Linked DNA regions of Mus musculus: region 1 is linked to region 2. Evidence: chromatin contacts called from public Micro-C data. All regions are on one chromosome and are shown on one strand. The core of a region is the stretch at or near the end of the contact, and the rest is flanking DNA. Distances in the headings are between cores, read along the strand shown. Region 1 holds the start of Mob4 (MOB family member 4, phocein). Region 2 overlaps Sf3b1 (splicing factor 3b, subunit 1).

The links. A called contact is a pair of places that touch in the nucleus more often than the background predicts.
Region 1: a contact with region 2 is called in a Micro-C map of the G1E-ER4 cell line, with 4 times the contacts expected there. The contact joins the promoter of Mob4 here to the enhancer-like site in region 2. A contact is called at or near these places in 1 of 39 promoter capture datasets (erythroid cells), 21 of 484 Hi-C or Micro-C datasets (the 63-12 cell line, the G1E-ER4 cell line, the HPC-5 cell line and 13 more), 1 of 115 datasets of contacts at active chromatin or transcription factors (embryonic stem cells) and 4 of 9 other capture datasets (adipose tissue, embryonic stem cells, liver and 1 more).

The regions. Positions count from the first base shown.
Region 1 is chr1:55,128,743-55,132,749 of GRCm38.p6, reverse strand. Mob4 (MOB family member 4, phocein) reads right to left here and starts at 1,505. Exons shown (of 8, transcript NM_025283.3): 1 at 1,391-1,505. The coding sequence starts at 1,450.
Region 2 is chr1:54,984,527-54,988,828 of GRCm38.p6, reverse strand. It overlaps Sf3b1 (splicing factor 3b, subunit 1), which reads left to right. Exons shown (of 25, transcript NM_031179.2): 24 at 674-890; 25 at 1,337-3,660. The coding sequence ends at 1,495. Among named protein-coding and RNA genes, the nearest start is that of Sf3b1, 41 kb to the left of the region's middle. Within about 2 kb of position 2,453, at least 1 of the 459 cell types and tissues checked has an H3K27ac peak or open chromatin away from gene starts, as enhancers often do. A contact at or near this core is called in the G1E-ER4 cell line, where this site is marked.

The sequences.
Region 1 (4,007 bases), core at 256-2,755, 140 kb before region 2:
CAAAAGCAATTCTCTAGGGCTAGAGATGTAGCTCAATTGATAGGTGTCATTCCCCAACACTGTATAAGCCCTGAATGGTGGTATGTATTGTAAGTCTAGCCCCCAGAGTTTCGGCAAACAGAGTCCAAGGTCACCTTCAACTATATAGTATAATTCGAGGGTAGCCTGACTTTGAGAACCTTCAAAATCCATAATAAATAGCAAGTCTCTAAATTGGATGTGTGTGTATGGGGGAGGCAGGTGGATCTCGGAGTTCGAGGCCAACCTAGTCTACAGAGCTACTTCCAGGAAAGTCAAGGCTACACAGGGAAACCCTTGAGAGAGAGAGAGAGAGAGAGAGAGAGAAGAGAGAGAAGAGAGAAAGAAGAAAGACAAAAGAAAGAAAAGAAAAACAGTAACTCTCTAAAACTCAGTAGCATTAAGTATTTTGATTTCCACTTGACCCTAAAAATTACATTTTAACAGAAAAAGTTTACTCAGTACACGGTAAGAGGCAGCAGGCTGGGCAGCAACAAGAACACAGCCTGCTAAAATTACATTTTAAACATATCTCTTTTGATTTTAGAACTTCTACTCAACGACTCAACCCATTTCCAAAGGCTGATTAATCCTATCAAGTTTGAATGTCAACGTGGGTGGTTTTTTTTTTTGGGGGGGGGGTCTTTTCCGTTCTTTTCTGTTCTTTTTTACTGTGAAGCATCCCTGGTTTGCAAGTCCTAAGAAGCACCAATTTACTCCCCATAGTGCCCTACTATTATTTTGATGTATATAATCAGTTCATTCCGACTATTGTCCACGCGCATTAGCATGAATATACGCAAGGAATGACATGTAACAAGTCACAACCTGGTGCCGAAAACTTGCTGGACCAGAGAACAGCTGCAGGGAAGCCGAAGGGAGTGGTGGCAAAGACAAACAACAGGAGGATAACGCAAACTAGTGCCACCTGCATCCGGCTAGACCAACTGGATGGAGCCGACCGGCAGGTACGTCACCGGCCAAGCTTGCTCCCGGTGAGGTGGGCAGTGTTTACAGCCCTCGACGCCGGCGGTCCCGACGCGGGGACAGCCCCCTGGTCCCCAGCTGGCCCACCCCACACCCGGGCGCCGTCAGCTGCCACTCACAGCAGGCAGCGCAGCAGCAGCCGCTGGTGACAAGCGTCAGCCCCGGGCCTCGGCGAACACAGCGGGGTCCTGCGTCTAGCAGGCCTCCAGGGCGGCCGGCGCCGGCTCGGCTGCCTCCGGGGCCGCGGCTCCGGAAGCGCAGGCCAGCCACCGCGGCCACGGCCCCCACCCGCTCGCCCTGGCCTCTCCTAGACGGAGTCCCGCCAGCAGGAGAGCCCCGGCTCGGCCCCGCCAACTCTGTGACAGGAAAGCCGTAGGGACGATACCTGCGCCTTGGTGCCTGGCCTGTTCCGCCTCAGCACTGCCGTCCCCTCCGCCATGACCATAGTGCCAGAGTCTGGGCGGCTGGCGTCGGTACCCGGATGTGGGGGCCGGCAGCTTGCGCGGGGGGCGGGGCACGGCGGGGCTCAGCGCTGCGGCGGCGGGGAGGGGCGGCAGCCTGCGGAACAGCCGCCGCCCGCGCGGAGCACCATGGGAAGAGTGCCGAGCCCGCGGCTCCGGCGGAGGGAGGAGCACAGAATGAACAGCCGGCGGAGCTCCGCCGAGGCCGAAAAGGAAGATGCGACCGGAAGCTGGGGTAGAGAGCCGCTTCCAAGGTCTGTGGTGCAGGTGACCCAAGCCTGCGTCACTTGTGGGTGTTTGTCCTTCAGCTGTCTATAGACTGGAAGGGCAGTTTGCACAATAGTGACCATCTCAGAAAAGCGAAATGAGAACATAATTCTCCACCCCAGATAATCTGGTAAATTTTTATAGAATCTTCATGGATTAACCCAATCTAGAATCAGATTGGCTGGGTCGGTTAAAGGGAAGACAGGAGGTACTGATAAATCTTGCTTCTAGGGTCCTCTTACTGAAAAGCCAAGGACTCTTTCAATGACAAGTTGGTTTCCGTAGATAAAAGACTCAATGCTAAATTAAAAAAAAAAATGCCCATCATGAGATAGAAAGCGCACATCTGTTATTGTGTGTTAGAGTTAAAATAAACTCACATTTTTGCAAGTCGGAAGCAGGAGGAAATGAATAGCCCTTGATGGCTTTTATGAATTCTGTATCTTAACAAAATTCCAAGTTTCTCGTGTTTTTAAGTGTGATGTTTTTTGTGTGTTTTCTTTTGTTGTTGTTTTGGTTTTGTGTTTTCTTTTTTTGGAGACAGCGTCTCCCTGATGTTCCTTGAATTTAAGAGATTTGTTTTGAGTGCTGGGACCAACGGAGTACACGGCATGCCCGGCCAGGCTTAGGGGTTCATGTGTAATCCAACCCAGGTGATCCCACACCTTTTTCTGAATCCCTTGGGCGCATGCAGGTAAAAAGCTTACACACATTAAATAAATAAGCAAGTAAATAAGCAAAACAGTTAAAAGAATTGTTTAGAATTCAAAGCCAGCATGGGCTACATAGAGAGTTCCAGGCCAGGCAGGGCTACAGAGCAAGACTTAAATCTTCTCTCAATCTTTCCCAAAATAAGAAAAAAAACACAGCATTTTTACCAGAATCTTTTTTTTTTCCAAACAAGAAAAGTTTGTTTTGGTTTATAGTACCATGGGACACCTGGTGAGGAAGTTGTGGACACTGGGTAAGTGCTCTTTATAACTTCAAGAGCATGGGGTTCAGAAACAGAGGTCTTAAGCTGGAGGCAGAAGCTGGTATCTGCATCAAGACCCGCCCAAAGTGAGCCACTTCTCAGAGCTGGGCCATGGTTAGAATTACACAACCTCCAAATCGAATCTCAAGCTGAACACCAAGTGTTCCAACATAAGAGCTGCGGCGGGGCAGAGTGGCGCCTTTAATCCCAGCACTCAGGAGGCAGATACAGGCTGATCTCTGTGAGTTCAGAGTATGCCTGGTCTACAAAGAGAGTTCAAGGCCAGCCAGGAGTATGTAGTGAGACCTTATCCTTAAACAACAACAATAGTAAGAATGAACGGAGGAATTCCCTTATTCAGATTGGCCTATGGATATGCCTAGGGAGCCCTATCATTATTAATTACTGATGTGGGGGGCTCAGCCCACTGTGGGTAATACCACCCCTGGGCAAACTGACAAACCCTGGGAAACAGACCAGTGGCCAGTAAGCACTGTTCATTCATGGCCTCTGCTTCAGTTCTTCCCTCCAGGTTCCCACCTTAAGTTCCTGCCCAGCCCTTCCTCAGTGACGAATTGTTACCTAGAAGTGTAATAGGAAATAAACCTTTTCCTCTCCTAAGTTGGTGTTGGTCATTGCTTTGTCGTAGCAACAGAGGAGCAATGTGTCTGAATGCATATGACATGTGTATGCATACAGCTGTCCTTGGAAGCCAGTGTAGAGTGTCAAGATCCCCTGGAGCTAGAGTTACAAGCAGTTGTGAGCTGCTTCATTTGGTTGCTCGAACCAAACCTCTAGAAGGACAGGATTCACAAATTCTTTTTTTTTTCTTAATTTTTTTATTATTTAAATGCATTTTATGCATCAAACATATTAAGAATATGAAGTATTTTGAGAATCAAATAATACACAAAATTGTTCAACTTTTATATTCATATCCTTTCATACCCTAAAAATATTAATGAATATTTAATACTATCCATAACTGAGGATCCTATGTCTAATGTTGAATACTAAATTGTTTCAAAACATACAAAATATTCTTTGGGAATTAAGCGTAGTAAAAGAGCATAAAATACAAAAAAATGAATTATTAAGAAATATATTCAAAAGCCCTTATATGATACCACCTGACATAGTGAGAGAGTATTTAAAATGCATTATATTATCTGTGTACATTGTCTAACAATCAGTTTACTTAAAAAAAGATTATCAGTTTTTCCTGGAAAGAAATTTTTTTTTTTTTTTGCATTTCTCATTTTTATTTTACAGAAAAAGTTGCTTTTACTGTACAGATTTTA
Region 2 (4,302 bases), core at 1,204-3,703:
TGTAAATTTAATCACCAGAATAATTTTCTATTCATTCTTTATTGAGATCTCAACTGTTTTAGAAAGGTTTTCAAGTTCATAATATTTTGAAGTTCATAAAATTTTGAAGTTCATAATATTTGTTGCTTCTATATTTATTTTAAAAATACTGTGCTTTAGAGATTGTTTTCAATTCTAAAGAAATTTTTAGAAAGTGTGCAAGTTGAGGTAGTAACTTGAAAATTACTAAAAAGAATACTTCTTCAGCTGTGAAACATTGAAACTTTATCATTAAATAAGTTAGATAGCAAATTATAGTGTTCAGATTTTTTTCCTAATGCCTTTGAGGGGTTGTTAATATTTTGGCAGAAAGTATGAACACTATTTTGGTTGCACTCAGTATATGAATAATAGATTGATATGTCCTGGATACAAATTCAGATGCTGCTAGAGATAAAAATTCTTATTTGTGCAGGTTTAAAAACCTAGTAGATTTTTCTCTTAAATTGAATTTTTGAATGAAATCATACCAGTTTGAGAACAAATTTCATTTTGACTTGTGACTTAACTATCAAATATTTAAGGTTACAGAATTTAAAATGAGATTGACTCCTGAGAGTAATTAGTTCCGCATGTACAAGTGAATATAAAAATGGGACTGATTTAAAGAGACTTTTCCCTTCCATTATTACAGGGACCTTGTTCACAGACAGACAGCGAGTGCAGTGGTGCAGCACATGTCACTTGGTGTTTACGGATTTGGCTGTGAGGATTCTCTGAATCACTTACTGAACTATGTGTGGCCTAATGTGTTTGAGACATCTCCCCATGTAATCCAGGCAGTTATGGGAGCTCTGGAGGGCCTGAGGGTTGCTATTGGACCATGCAGAATGTTGCAGTATTGCTTACAGGTAGGTTAAATGTGGGTTTTTACTTTTTTTTTATTAAATGCGGGGATTGCTCAAAAAATTACTTAAATATGTTGAAGTCAGTCATTCCCTAATTACCATGTGGAAGACAGTTCTGTATTGAGATACAGATTAGATTAAATTAGGTTAGATTTTGTATTTACCCACCACAATTTTGTTACTCAGTTTCCAGACTTTTTTTCCTTCCCTCTTCAAAGTAAGTACTTTTGTTTTATTTTATTTTTTGAGCCTTGGCTGGCCTGGAACTTACTATGTAGACCAGGCCAGCATTGAAGTAGATAGATCCACTTGCTTCTGTTTCTAAGTGCTAGGATTTAAATGTGTGTGCCACCATGCATCATATTTATAGCTAATAGTGTATTAAAGTTTGTTTATTTATTTATTTTCCCCTTGAAGATAGAAGTAACTCTACCTTTTATTTATTCTAGGGTCTGTTCCACCCAGCTCGGAAAGTCAGAGACGTATATTGGAAAATTTACAACTCCATCTACATTGGCTCCCAGGATGCTCTCATAGCACATTACCCACGAATCTACAATGACGATAAGAACACCTATATTCGTTACGAACTTGACTATATCTTGTAACTTTGTGTCTAATACAGCTGTTTCACACCTTAAACCTGCTTCAATCTGATGATATAAACTTGTAAAACATTGCCGATCAGTGTAGAGCTGGTCATAGTGGAGGGATAGAAATCCAGTAGCATGATTTTTAAATAACTTTTGTTTTTTTGATGTTAAACAGTAAATGGCAGTAGTGACCAAGGACAGTGCTTATACACACTATACTGGAGGGATATCATTTTTTATTCATCTTTATGAAGATTTAGAATTCATTCCTTGTGTTTAAAGGGAATGTTTAATTGAGAAATAAACATTCGTGTACAAAATGCTAATTTGTGTGTGTTTTTTGAATATGACTTGTAAAATGCAAAACTTTGGTAAAGTACTGGTTTGTGTAGAATAAGTGGATTAATTTCATCTTTTGTCACCTAGTTTATTATGGAACACAGCAGCACGCAAACTATATAGTGATGGCCTGTTTGTCAAAAGCCCATTGTTTTGTTGGTAATGAAGAGTAGCTTGGGGTGCCCCTCCCCTCAGTGTAGCATAACAGTTCCAGCACCATAGAAAAGTAGCACTCTGACTGAGCTGTCTTAAGTATTATTTTGTACTTACATAGCACCTTTCACCTTGATTTCTCAAAATGCTTTATGAGCAGACATGAAGGATATATTTTACTTCTTGTCCAACTTTGGCCTGTGCTTATAAAGTGGAGAAGCTGTCTGTAACTTAGAATAGTGTATTTCCTGTTGGGAGTGAGGCTATCTAAGAAATAATTATATAGTAGGACAGTCTTTGGGCTTTTGTGTGATGCCTCTAATCAGTTTATTTATAAGCAGCTATTGAACACCTGTTGAATGCTAGCCACTGTCTGTTGAAGAAGGGGCTTCGAAGGTGCACATGATCCGGCCTTTCATGTAACGGAAGGGTGGGCGCAGATCCTTAGGTACCAGGGTGCTGTGCAATGGAAGATGCAGAGATGCCTAGATTTGCTTAGCTTGTATGTAGCAGTCAGATACTGTATTGGCTTAAGTGTGAGCATAAGCCAAAATGCCGTTCAGTTTATGAAGAACAAGCATTAAGGGGCTATTTTAATGTTTTGGGTCAACTAATGAATCAGCTTTTTTTTGTTGTTGTTTATTGTTTTTTAATTTTATGCCCCAAATTTCTTGTTTTTAAAACTTTTCTAGCCATCACTGTTTTGTCTCCCTCTGTACTTGTGTGGACTCTAAAAGGAAATAAATTCTGCCATCAGTGTGACTGGCATGTGACTCTACCACCCTCAGACTGTCAGGAGTGCTAGGCAGCTTGTGCTTCTGACTGTTAACAAGGAAGACTCTGGTGGAAGATCAGATTAGATTAGAGACAGCTTCTGCTCTGCTTTCTCAGAATGGATACTGAGCATTAACCGTCCCCATGCAGGACGCACGGATTCTTGTTCTTTGTATGTGGTCTGACTATCATTGTGTAGTAAACCATTTCCCTGTTCTTAGAAAATTCCTAGCCATACCTAAGCACTTTTAAATGTTTTGTATAGTTGATTTCAAATAACCCTTGGTAATTACAATCTTGAATTGAGTATATTTCTCAAAGTTAAAATTTGACTTTAAACCACTTGGGAACATTTTATTGTATTATTAATTAAAATACTTAAGTTTGTTTAACTTCTTGCTTTTTATTTAAAAATTAAATTTTGCAGTAGAACTACAGCTCACAGGAGACTGCTTACCCCTTAAGTGACATTTTCCTGATGGAGGTAATCTGAGAATGGATAAGGGGAAAAAATGCTGAAGGCTGCAATCTCAAGATTAGGACCAAAATAGATACTCAAAGATGTTTGGATTGTGAAATGCTCTTATTGAATAAGGAAAGCATTTTGGGATAAACCCTTGTGAAAGATGCTATGTCACGTTTTAACACTTCTCAACTAAGACCTTTTCTTTAGCACTTTGATGTTTCTTAAGGTGAAACTTAGGCAGGAGGAATTCATGTTCTTAAGGGGACAGAGGGGTGGGTTTTTCTCTGGGCTTTGGTTTTTTTTTTCTCTGGGCATTGCCCTCTGATGGAATTGATATTTCTTTGGCTGTTTGATTTTATTTTTTTTTATATTGTATTTTTAATATTTGTTGTATGGTGCCCTGTGAGCATCAAGTACCACCAGATAAATAAAACTTATCACATCTAAAGTCATAGTATACCAGTTCTTAATCTTAGTTGACTCTCTATGGTATCATGCTGTGTTTGCTTTGTTGTGGTTTACCATTTTAACTACTTAGAGCTCTTTGGGTTGTTGGTCAAGCAAGTGAACTGAGGCGGGCATGAGCACAGGCCTGTAATCCCAGCACTGGGCAGAAGCAGGAGGGTTACAAGTTTTCCTGTTTGGAGCATGTATAAGACCCTACCAAACCTGAAATAAGTTGGAAGAAGATAATTGCAGGTTTATCAGATAAGTAGGCTGGCTCAGGCTTCCAGTGGTGTTTACGTTTTGAACATTTAAATGAAGATACATTATAGCAATCCCAGAATCACTCTTGTTTCTGCACTAACAGTTTGTTTAGGCAAGAAAATCCTATGCTGGGGATGTCCTATAAATGCATCCCCAATTTTGGCTTAGGTGCCAGGAACACCCCATCTCCTTGCCTCTACGCACCATCTTTTACATGTGAAATTTTTGGGTTGAGAGACAGCTTCAGAGTTGAGATTTTGACTGGAAACTTGTAGCTCAGGCTAACCTAAAAATCTGGGCGGTCCTACCTTTACCTTCCAAAGTCTGGGATCACAGGCAGCCTTAGGCTTTCAAGTAGGACTGCTGAAGTATGGTGTATGTA